2 separate regions of the Mus musculus genome follow, and region 1 is linked to region 2. A link is a contact called in public Hi-C data. All regions are on one chromosome and are shown on one strand. The core of a region is the stretch at or near the end of the contact, and the rest is flanking DNA. Distances in the headings are between cores, read along the strand shown. Region 1 has its middle 98 kb from the start of Gm26288. Region 2 holds the start of Gabra5 (gamma-aminobutyric acid (GABA) A receptor, subunit alpha 5).

The links. A called contact is a pair of places that touch in the nucleus more often than the background predicts.
Region 1: a contact with region 2 is called in a Hi-C map of cortical neurons. The contact joins the enhancer-like site here to the promoter of Gabra5 in region 2. A contact is called at or near these places in 1 of 39 promoter capture datasets (hippocampal neurons), 3 of 484 Hi-C or Micro-C datasets (cerebral cortex and cortical neurons) and 2 of 115 datasets of contacts at active chromatin or transcription factors (astrocytes and forebrain).

Annotation. Positions count from the first base shown.
Region 1 is chr7:58,243,802-58,248,993 of GRCm38.p6, reverse strand. No RefSeq gene overlaps it. Among named protein-coding and RNA genes, the nearest start is that of Gm26288, 98 kb to the right of the region's middle. Within about 2 kb of position 1,548, at least 6 of the 459 cell types and tissues checked have an H3K27ac peak or open chromatin away from gene starts, as enhancers often do. A contact at or near this core is called in cortical neurons, where this site is marked.
Region 2 is chr7:57,507,185-57,512,565 of GRCm38.p6, reverse strand. Gabra5 (gamma-aminobutyric acid (GABA) A receptor, subunit alpha 5) reads left to right here and starts at 2,557. Exons shown (of 11, transcript NM_001362162.1): 1 at 2,557-2,826; 2 at 4,009-4,068; 3 at 4,428-4,587. The coding sequence starts at 4,502.

The DNA.
Region 1 (5,192 bases), core at 299-2,798, 740 kb before region 2:
CAAAACCAACACCAAACACCAACAACAAAAAGGAATATCAATCTGGGGGCTGGAGCGATGGCTCAGTGGTTAAAAGCACTGGTTGCTCTTCCAGAGGTTCTGAGTTCAGTTCCAAGCAACCACATGGTGGCTTACAACCATCTTCTGACATGCAGTTATACATGCAGATAAAGCACTCATATACATTAAATAAATAAAGTAAATCTTTTTAAAAAAGAAAGAAATATTTTTTTAAAGAAATTCTCATGTTGGAAAGTTCATGCCCTCCTTCCCTGAGAAATCTTGCTATGCCAGTTTTGGAATATTTATGTAGCCTTCCACACAACAAGTCTTGCTAACTCCTTTACCTATCTATAATCCTTTTTGGTTTTAAGGTAATTTTGTCTAGAAATCCTATTAGAAATTCTCCAACTCCACCTCTGTACTTAGTTTCTTCTATTCTCCGTTGGTTAGATTTAGAGGTACCCTAACTTTGTGTATAGTGCTTAGCTCGCATTTTTTTGCTCAGTTTTATTTGTGTAGTTCTTAACTGGGAGATACAGTAGAATGGCCAGAAAGCTGCCTCGGTCAGATCCCACACATATAGAATCAGACACTTTAGGGCTATGACAATAATTTTCAAGAGAAGCAGCCATGCCATGGAAGGACCAAAGCCTCACTGAGTGAGTAACCTAACATGTGTCCATCAAGCTGGCTCAGTATCCCAAGCACACCAAGTATCCCAGCTTTTCTTTCTTCTTTGAAGAGAGACTAGCTGACCCATTGCTTCTAAAAAATGAATAATAAAACCCTTTACAATATATACATTAATGAAAACCACTTATCAGAAGGCAGAATAAGCACAGAAATAAAATCTGTCACTCTTCCTGGGATATATATATATATACCATATATCAAAGCCCTCAAAAGCAGGGTAAGAATTATTTCACAAATAAAATTCAGCTAGGCTCCCTATATGAGTTAGACACTAGAAATATAGATTAGGTTACACATCTAGAGCCAATAATGTGCCTAACTGGAGATAGAGAAAAACCAAGATATTTCAATCACCAGAATAAGGAAGGGTTAGGTATGCTCTTAAGGGCCACACCATCTGAAACTGCCCAGACTAAGATAGGAGAGAGAGATAAGCAGAGAAGACCTACATTAGATCCCAGGTCAACCTGGGACATGGGAGAACAGGAAAAGCCTCAAGCAAGAAAGTGGTGAGACCCAAACAGCAGACAGGAAAGCTAGACGTTAGGTGACTGTGTCAATCACAGTGTCCATACAAAATTCTTGATTCCTCTTTGCCCCTTTAGAAGGACTTTGAGGTTTGTATTGCCAGATCATATCCAAGGTGCCTTTTATTTTTGGGCAAAATCCCATCTTTAAGTCTATATTCTGAGTATTGTATGAAATCTGCTGCCAAGCCTGGGAACTTTGTGGGCTTAAAGAAGCTGTTTGGCTAATTCTGTCCTGATGGACAATCCTTTCTGGGGAGCATTGCCTTCCTTTTTGCATGTGTCCCACGTCCATCTGGCTGTAGTGTTGCCAAGTCGCCTCCCATTAAATCAATTCCAATATTCTAAGCACGTTGGTGGAACAGATGGACCTGAGAACTCAGATGTGGGAGGCTACATCCAGTTTTCCAGTAAGAGGAAGTAAAAATCTGAGCTTAAACCAGCTCTAGTTCATGTCTGAAATATGCTTAAACAATTTCTTTTTAATTTTTAGGGAAAAGAAATACTAATTTTTCCTGAGTTTTCCAAGTAGGTATGAAGAGATTGCTCTGAATAGTTTAACATTTCTAGTAGAGACTTACTCTTCTATACCTCTGGTCTCTTTAGTCACTATAAATTAACAAAGATAACTTTTAACTTTTTAACAGATTTAATTCTAAATTCACCATTTAGTCAAGGATCTTGGGAGTATAATTTAAGTTCACTTAGTTATTTTTAACTAAATCTCTGGTCCCTCAAGAAATGCTCATATGGGAAACACCAGAAGGTATAAGGTACCACTTACAAAAAAGAATCAAAACCATTCACAAACTGAGGAACACATATGGAAAGGACCCAAGTGCTACTGTGTAAGAAGGAAACATATTCAACCACTAACCTCAGAAAAAAAGAATACTAGAATAATGTAATTAAAACTCATACCACTGCTTCCAAATCCGGGCCTCCTCATCTTAATGTTTTCAGCAGGAACTATGCATGAGATGACTAAAGCCCACAGGCAATGAACTCAACTGTAATTTATGTGAGACACAAGCAGATATAAAGAAACAAAGACATCCCATTCTACTAAGCCACTCTCATGACATCATCTATTATAAAGATTATTATGTACTGTTAAAACCATTCTTGTGGGGAACTTAGTACTTTCATGGCTGGTTTCAAATATTTTAGGGTTGGAATGTGTTGAATTTCACAAGGCACTTGCTGGGTTCAGTTGTTTCCACTCTAGTTCCATTAGTGGTTTCTATCACTAACCATGGATCAGCAAGATGTCATACCTTCTGAGGTGACAAGGGTCAAGTGCTGGACATGAAGGGACAAGTGCTGGTCAGCTAATTCTGTGTGGATCTGTTGGTTTTCAGAACCAGCTGCCACCTTACAGAAACTACAAGAGCTGGAAGACTGGATTGGTTATGGCTACACTATATCCAGAGGCTGAATATTTACTTCAAACAGACTCTGAATTTCTTCTTCAGTAGGTTAGTGTGATAAATAACCTACTGTATTAAATAGATCAGCTAGCTATTAATAAAGAAAGATATAGGATCAGGAAGTACACTGTTGCAAATGAATGGAAATGAGCTGCTCATAAGTTTAACACATACATGTGAATCTGGATTCTGAATTAATCAGAAACAGTTATAAAGGATAATTTTATACGATAGAAAACTAGATACTTTATAGGTATAACTAAAGTTTCAAATGTATGTTGTTAATTTAAGATTATATACTAGTTGGTTTCTGTCAACAGCCTAGACATATCTGTGAAAAGGAACCTCAGTTGAGAAAATGTCTCCATCAGATTGACCTGTGGGCCATTCTATAGGACATTTTCGTGATTAATGATTGATATGGGAGGACCTAGCCCACTGTGCTCAGTGTCACCTCTGTGCAGGCATTCCTTGGTGTATAAAAAGGCAGGCTGAGTAAGCCATGAGGACCAACTCAGTAAGCAGCATACCTCCATGATCTCTGCATCAAGTCCTGCCTTTAATTCTTGCCTTGGGTTCTCCTGGTATTAGACTGAAAGCCATAAGCCAAACAAATCCTTTCTTCATCAAGCTGCTTTTGGTCACGGACTTTTATTACAGCAATAGAAAGCCTAACTAAGAGAGATTCTGTTGGCATTTAGTCTAGGCTCTGACCCACAGTTACCTGGCAAAAGCCAGGTGTACCTGACTCACTATAAAAGGGGCTGGTTGCCCCCTCCTCTCTCTCTTGTTCTCTTGCTCCTGCTCTGACCCTTGTTCCTGCTCCCCTCTCCCTATTACCCTCTCCCCTCTCTCTCCATGTGCTCATGGCCAGCCTCTACTCCTCTACACACTCTCTCTCTGTCTCTCTCTGTCTCTCTGTCTCTCTCTGTCTCTCTCTGTCTCTCTCTGTCTCTCTCTGTCTCTCTCTCTCTCTCTGTCTCTCTCTCTCTCTCTCTCTCTCTCTCTCTCTCTCTCTCTCTCTCTCTCTCTCTCCCCATTTCTCTGTCTCTACTACCCTCTCAGCTCCCCTCCCCATGCCGTGAATAAACTCTATTCTATACTATACTGGTCTATACAATACTGACTGGTTGGTCCCTCAGGGTGAAGGGATGCCTCAGCATGGACCCACAGAAACACCCCCTCCCCCCACACCTGACTGCACATCCACCAAACATATTCCTTCTCTTTCTTCATTTTTATAAAACATAACTGGTTCATTTCAGTAAAGCTGTAATGGTGTATATGTGTGCATTGTAAAAACAAGGATGTGTAAGCCTATCATTGGGGGTGTCATGTCTAGACGGTAGAATATATCATCATTTTAGTTTGTTAATCTCAGTTTTCTGTTTTATAAGGGTATCATATTGGTTTTGAAATGACGAAAACTTATTTTCAATTAAAAACCATGCTAGAACAGAAGCATACCTGTGCTTTTAACTTGGCTACATGATTTGGTTTGGAGGCCGTTGGCCTTGGCTTTAATCTGAGTGAGGTTTTCTTCATGTTCCCAAATGTCTCAGAAAGAATACTCCATTTCTGGCTGATTTCATGGCATTTTCCAACTTAGACTAGAAAAAGAAAACTTTTCTAAGCTTCTTGAGAAAATTCCATCTTCACTGAACTCTTGATCCTACTAGAAATAATATTTGTAAGAGAGATCCATTGCCTCTCACTGGTGTAGTCGACTATCAGATCAAAGCCCTTCTGATAAACACTGGGCGGTACATTTCCACTTCAAAATACATTTCTAATTTAAACTTCTAAAGAAGTTTGTGAAGCTGTGGTTCGATTATAACAAAAGCTTCAGAAAACAGAATGAAAGACACACTTAATGACAACAGGAAGGGGAATTGCAGAAGCACAAAACCTTCATGAGTCTTTTAACCGTGTTTAATAGCCACTGGGAACTGAGGTGTGGAGACTGAATGGGTTCAAAAATATGTGAGTCACACTTTCATTTTATTTAAACATTTCAGGGAAGTAATGATTTTTTTCTTAATGCTTGTGTAGGCAATCGTTGGATTTTCCCAACAGTGCCTGAACAATTTTTTGGAAGATATGTTCTTTTTTAGGAAGATATGTTCAAAATTATCCAATAAGTCACTTTCTCCATTAGACAAAGACAATGTTCCTTACTACAGATGAATGCTATTTCTGCTTAGCAGTCTGAGAGTTTGGGAAAGTGGCCAACCAGCATTAGCATCTGAAAGTTGCTCACAATTGTTTTTATACTTTTATGGGACAATTTACAAACACTGAATCCTTATGCTAAGAAGTAGATGGCATATAAATATCCTGAGGTTACCTTGCAGATAACTAAATCTTGTGGTATAAGTTATTATTGTGATCTGTAAATGTACAGTATCCATGCAAGACTTATATCTCAGGCCTATAATCAGGTTCTAGGCATATACTCTATGATCAAACACATTTGATATTTCTGCAGCAGTGCAATCTGTTCATATCCTACCCAGTAATAATAAAGCCTATGGGAAGA
Region 2 (5,381 bases), core at 1,308-3,807:
AGAAAAGCTTGACAGTTAATATTTAGTTCATGGAGAATTAATATTCATTACTATGACTACACTATAAAATCAGGGTCACTCCCTTATACAGGAATTTACCATCACTAGGAAGAAGGAAGTTTCAGACCAAAGGAGGAACCAGAATAGATACTTAGAACTATAGCGAAGTTATACCCATACACATGTATTTACAATGGCCTAAGGGGAAGGTGGACTATACAATAGACTAAAATAGGAACTATGGCAAGTAGCCCTTGACCCTGGCTTCTAAGATTAGTGAATCTTAGGTAGAGCTCTTGTTTATCCCAGTTGTTAACAATAAATTCTATCCCAGGTAGTTCCCGTTAGACCTTTTGTGTTTGCATTCCTGTTTTATGTAAGATTCCGGTTACCTCATTTGTACCTTGCGAATATGTCACCCAACTTCCTTATTGTCTTCTGCATAAAAAGTCTGATGCTCAATTTGAAAAATACATCCAGATTCCACACGAAAAAAAAATATTCATTACTATGATAAATACAGAAGTTATTTCATTAGTACATGGTTTTGTTTTTTCCAAAATAGTCCTAGCCACTTTGTGCTCAGCTTTCCACTCACTAATTGTTTAAATCTTCCTGCTTGCATTATGCTGTTTAGTTAAGAGAATAGCAGATGCCTTGGCATTTGTAAATCTAGAATTAACACACAATAAGTGAAAAGCCTATTAAGCTAGTTATAATTTCAAATTGACTGTTTAAAAATTTGGTGATTTTAATTATTATGTTATATTTGCATCCACCATGATGAAAAAAAGTCAGAATAGACAAGTTGCAAGAAGAAAAGGTCCCTTTGAGGAGGAGTCCTAGGGATTTCCGTGGCATTGCCTCTGAGTTTGTGGCTAGTTAGTCCTCTGCAGCTGGGAGGGCAGGGTTTCAGGATGGTGCTCATCAGGAGCAACCAGTAAAAGGAGGGGTTGCCCTCTATTCCCTTTCAAGGGTACACTTCTGATGGCCCAGCACCTAACACCACTCCCCACCTGCCTCACTAGCAGGTAATCAAGACTCTAGAACCCGAATCTTCAGGGGACCTTCAGAATCTTAACTATAGACTACTCAGGGAACTTTATCCTAGTGGCACATCTTCAGAGAACTCAGCAAATGGAGAAATCCATGTGTGCAATTTATCCATCTTAGAAAAGCCACTTGAATGAATGAATATGTTCTATCAAGAAGAATCCCTTGTCTCAGAGTCATTTAAGACTATGGCTAACTATATAGTCATGGTAAGCTCTATTACATGTGTGCAAAAAAGGTAATACTTATATCCTGTTTCTGAAATAATTTTACAGGTTCTCATTTTGGAAAAATCAGAGTTTCTATAATGTGTAAAAGTGCCATTAAGTACTTTGGCCCAACTGGAGAATGGGTAGAGGCTTGGGTGGGCTTTTCTGCTCAGCGCTGTTAAAGAAGGATCCAACAGGGAGAGAGAGATTTGACTGTTCGTGCTGTCACTTAGAAGTCACTGAACAGTCTGTGCCCCACAAAATTTGCAACACCGAAGCAAACCCCAGGATTTCGATTCAAGTCTTTTCTGGTGTTTTGTTTTGTTTTGGACAGGTTAGCATGGATACCAGGAGGGCATAGAACTCAGTAGACTGCACAATAACCTTGAGCTTCTGCTCTTCCTCCTGGGTTCTGGGATTGCAGGCATATGCCAACAGTGCGGGGATTACATAGCGCAGGGAATGGAACCCAGTGCTTTCTGTACGCTAAGCAAGCTCTAAGCTTACTCCAGTGGAAACAACACACTGCAGTAGAGAAAGGAGCTGCCTCCGCGTCCAGTTTGTGTAACATTTGAAAGGGCCTTTTCTTCCCAGTCGTAATTGGTCCTGGCTGCCCTTGTCTCGCATAAACTATGATACTGACATTGGACCAACACGTTAATCAACCGCAAGTGCCCGCTGAGAAGGTAATATCTTCCTTCCAGCCCCCAGAGGGGCACAGAAAAGCTTTGCACCGCCTGTGACCTACTTTTATATCTGCGACCCCATACTCTGTATCTGCATTAAGGATGCTATAGCTTATCAAGGAATGAGTCTTCACTAACGTCCTAAACATGCACTGCTATTGTGAAAGGGTTTCACTGTAAGATCCAGCAATAATTACTCTTCGTGAATTAAATGATGAGGGTTCTCTTGCACCAGTTTCTTTCTGAAAAGAATGGCTGGGTAAATTCAAGGTTGCTCCTGAGTTAGAACAAAAAGTGCTGGCCATCCTACCTGACATAAGCATCCACCTAGGTTACAGATGCTGATGTCAGTCCCCACACCTTGCCTCCTCTGTCCTAAAAGGTGACTAGCGATTATTCCAGGGGGAACCAAATATGCTTCCAATGCCCACAAGCAACTTCAGCAGAAACATGGTCTTTCCCGAAGCGGGTCAGACAGTAGCTCCCATGCCCGCTTCCTGGGCTGAGCGGGGGCCGGGGGCCGTGCATTTGATGAGAGTCTGGCGGCCTCTACCGGGCGCCTAGGCAGAGGGACGTTCCTCAAACCCAGAGACGACATGTGGCGCTTTGGAGAGGTGAGAGCGAGCGCGAGTCCGCCGGGGGCGCTGGGGGAATCTGCAGCGGGGCAACGCGCGGCCTCAGGCGCGGCGCGGAACAGAGCCGCAAGGCGGCAGCGGGAGCGCAGGGCTCCGGGGCTCCTCGGCGCCGAGCGCCGGGCAAGTTCGCTCCGGCAGTATGGGGCGGTGACACCGCACCAGCCAGCCGCGCAGGGACAGCGGGCGGCGGCGAAGCAGGATGCGCCCTCGCCGACGGCTCGCCAGCCGGGGCCCGCGCGTAGGGTAAGGAGCTGCGGCGGCCACCGTTGCGGGCACCCCGGCCTCAGAATCAGGAAGAGCGCAGGGCAGTTGGGCGCTCTCGGATCCCGCAGTGCAAACTTTGCCCGGAGACTGCGGAGGCCACCAGCACGGAGGGCAGGGGATCCGGTGGCGCGGCTGGACGGGGCTGTGGGCGCAGCGCCTCCTGGTTCGCGGTGGACAGCAGAGAGCTGCTGCTTGCGGCCGTCGTGGAGCTCGCCGGCCTGGAAGGCGGCTCCCGCTCAGGAGCAGGGGCGCGCGGTGGGCGCGGGCCCCACTTGGTGTCGCGCGCCTGTCGCGCGGGTTGCTCGAGGCCGGGCTCTGGCTGCGCCGCCACTGCACCGCGCGCAGCAGAGGAAGAAGGCGCTGCCTGCCGAGCGCTCAGCTGGCGGGCTTGGGGGCTAAGGAGGTCTGGAGGGACGAGCCTGAGGGCAGGACCACCAGAGGTGTCCGGTGGCGCTGCGGAGCGGCAGCAGGTGCGGGGTGGCGGAGGCTGCGGCTCCGCAGTGCCACCCCTTATCCCACCTGCGCTGTGCGCCAGCACTGGTGAGCTCGCACCGGAATCTGGGGGGCCCCAGGGAGAGCAGTCTCGCTGTGGGGATCGAGAAGTCGGGGGCTCAGGGGCAGCAGAAGGCACCGCCCGGGTTTTCCTGCATGCGGCGCCGCGTGCTCGCCGCCTAGACTCGCCTGGCTACCGGCGCCGAGCCCTAGGATTCGCCCAAGCGACCACCGCATGCCAGCCTTCTATTCTTGAAGGGAATCTCAGAGGGCCTTATCCTTCGAGATGGAAGTACCTGTTGTGTGGTTTTTCAGTTCTGGACTTTGGGGTTGGGGGGTGTCTCCGTAGAAATGTGTTTCTTTTGGAACTCTGGCTTGCTCGTGTGCATTGAGCATCTATTTGCGTTATGCGCATGTTGAGATGTTATGTGCCTTCTCTAAGGTTGCTGCTGGCCCAGGGTCAGTGCTTGCTTGGATTACCACTGCGCTAACCAGCGTCTAGCTAAGAACAGAGATATGTTCCAAGTGTCGTGATTACTAAGCCATGTAGTCCTGGGGGCAGAATGCCAACCCAGAAAGTCTGACCCTCACCGGCAAGTCTACCATTGCGATCCTATAGAAGACGTGTTTCTGACATGTGCCTTTCCCCCTCTTCCCACACACTTTCAGCACCTTGCAGAACAAGAAGCAGCTTGCTGGCTTTGAACGTGTGGCAAATATTTCAGAAAGGTAAATTTATCTAACTTGTGGATTTGATAGATGCAAAATGCAATTGTCAGATAACTTTGAGACCTATGTTAATAATTGGGTCATTTATACCCTGCTAAAACAGTACAATATTAAGGGATGCAATCAGTCTATTAAAACGACTGTACACTCTGTAAAAGTGAACTAAAGCTGCAACTGTCACCTTTTTACACCGCCTTGCTGCCCAGAGGAGATGGTGCAAACTGAGCTGGCACAGTCTGCTAGTAACAAGGGCCAGGCTTCAGTCTTTGTCAGCTTCACTGTGGCAGCAGCATGGTTGGATTCACTGTAGTGACGGGAACATCCGTGTTCATGTGTTTCTCCCTTTTGTCTACTTTCAGCGTCAAGATCAAGTTGGAGGCAAGAACAGTTTTTCTTCCAAATTCATCTGCTTCGACTATTATTCTTACTGGGAATGGACAATGGAATGCTCTCTAGATTTATCATGACCCAAACCCTCCTTGTCTTCTGTATTTCCATGACCTTATCCAGTCACTTTGGGTAAGTTATCCCACGTGCTCTCATTTTGTGGTCTTGGGGGCTTGTGCTATTGTGAAGCCCTGCAGAACAGGACAACCCTTTGGTTGCCACCTCTGCAGTCCTGTACCCTTCGGTTTGTGGTGAATATGTCTTGACCCATGCTTTCTTCCTGAGCAAGGCGGTTTCTGGTTGCAGGGTCTCAGAAATGAGTTAGACAAAAGAAAAGAGGATTTTTACAAGTGGAAGCAGAAGATGGCTTAAAGGAAGCTGTTTCCTCCTACTTGGGTTGGAAGAGATTCAGAAGTTCATGTGTGTTAAGGACATCTGCTGCTGTTAGACAAGTGTGCCACACTTCCATCCTCTCCTTGAGTCCATTATGTCACTGATTTTTATTTTTCAAGCCAGGCTAGTGCCTGTGTCATGGAAAGGGTTCCACAATAGTCTTGGCCTGAGCCATGTACAGAGATCATAAACTATGCCTGGCTTACCCTCGAGGTTCTGGAAATGTCGTTTCGCCTGACCTCTTTCATTTGTGCCTTTAGCGTCTCTGTACTAATGCTAGCCTTTCCTTGGCAAACTAGTAATACCTCACACTCAAGATGCATGCGGTTAGAAGGTAATCAGTGTTCCTCTTCTCTCCTGTGTCCCTCACTGCCCCAAATTGTCCTGGCTAATCAGAAGGCTTGCAGGTTGAAGTACTCTCACTGCACAGAGTGTGCCCCTTCACTTCCTGTTTACCAGTGCTCTTTCCCAAGGGAACACTTCGGATACTTTTAAAGGACTGCAGGGCGCAGTCACCTGTTTCCATTTATATG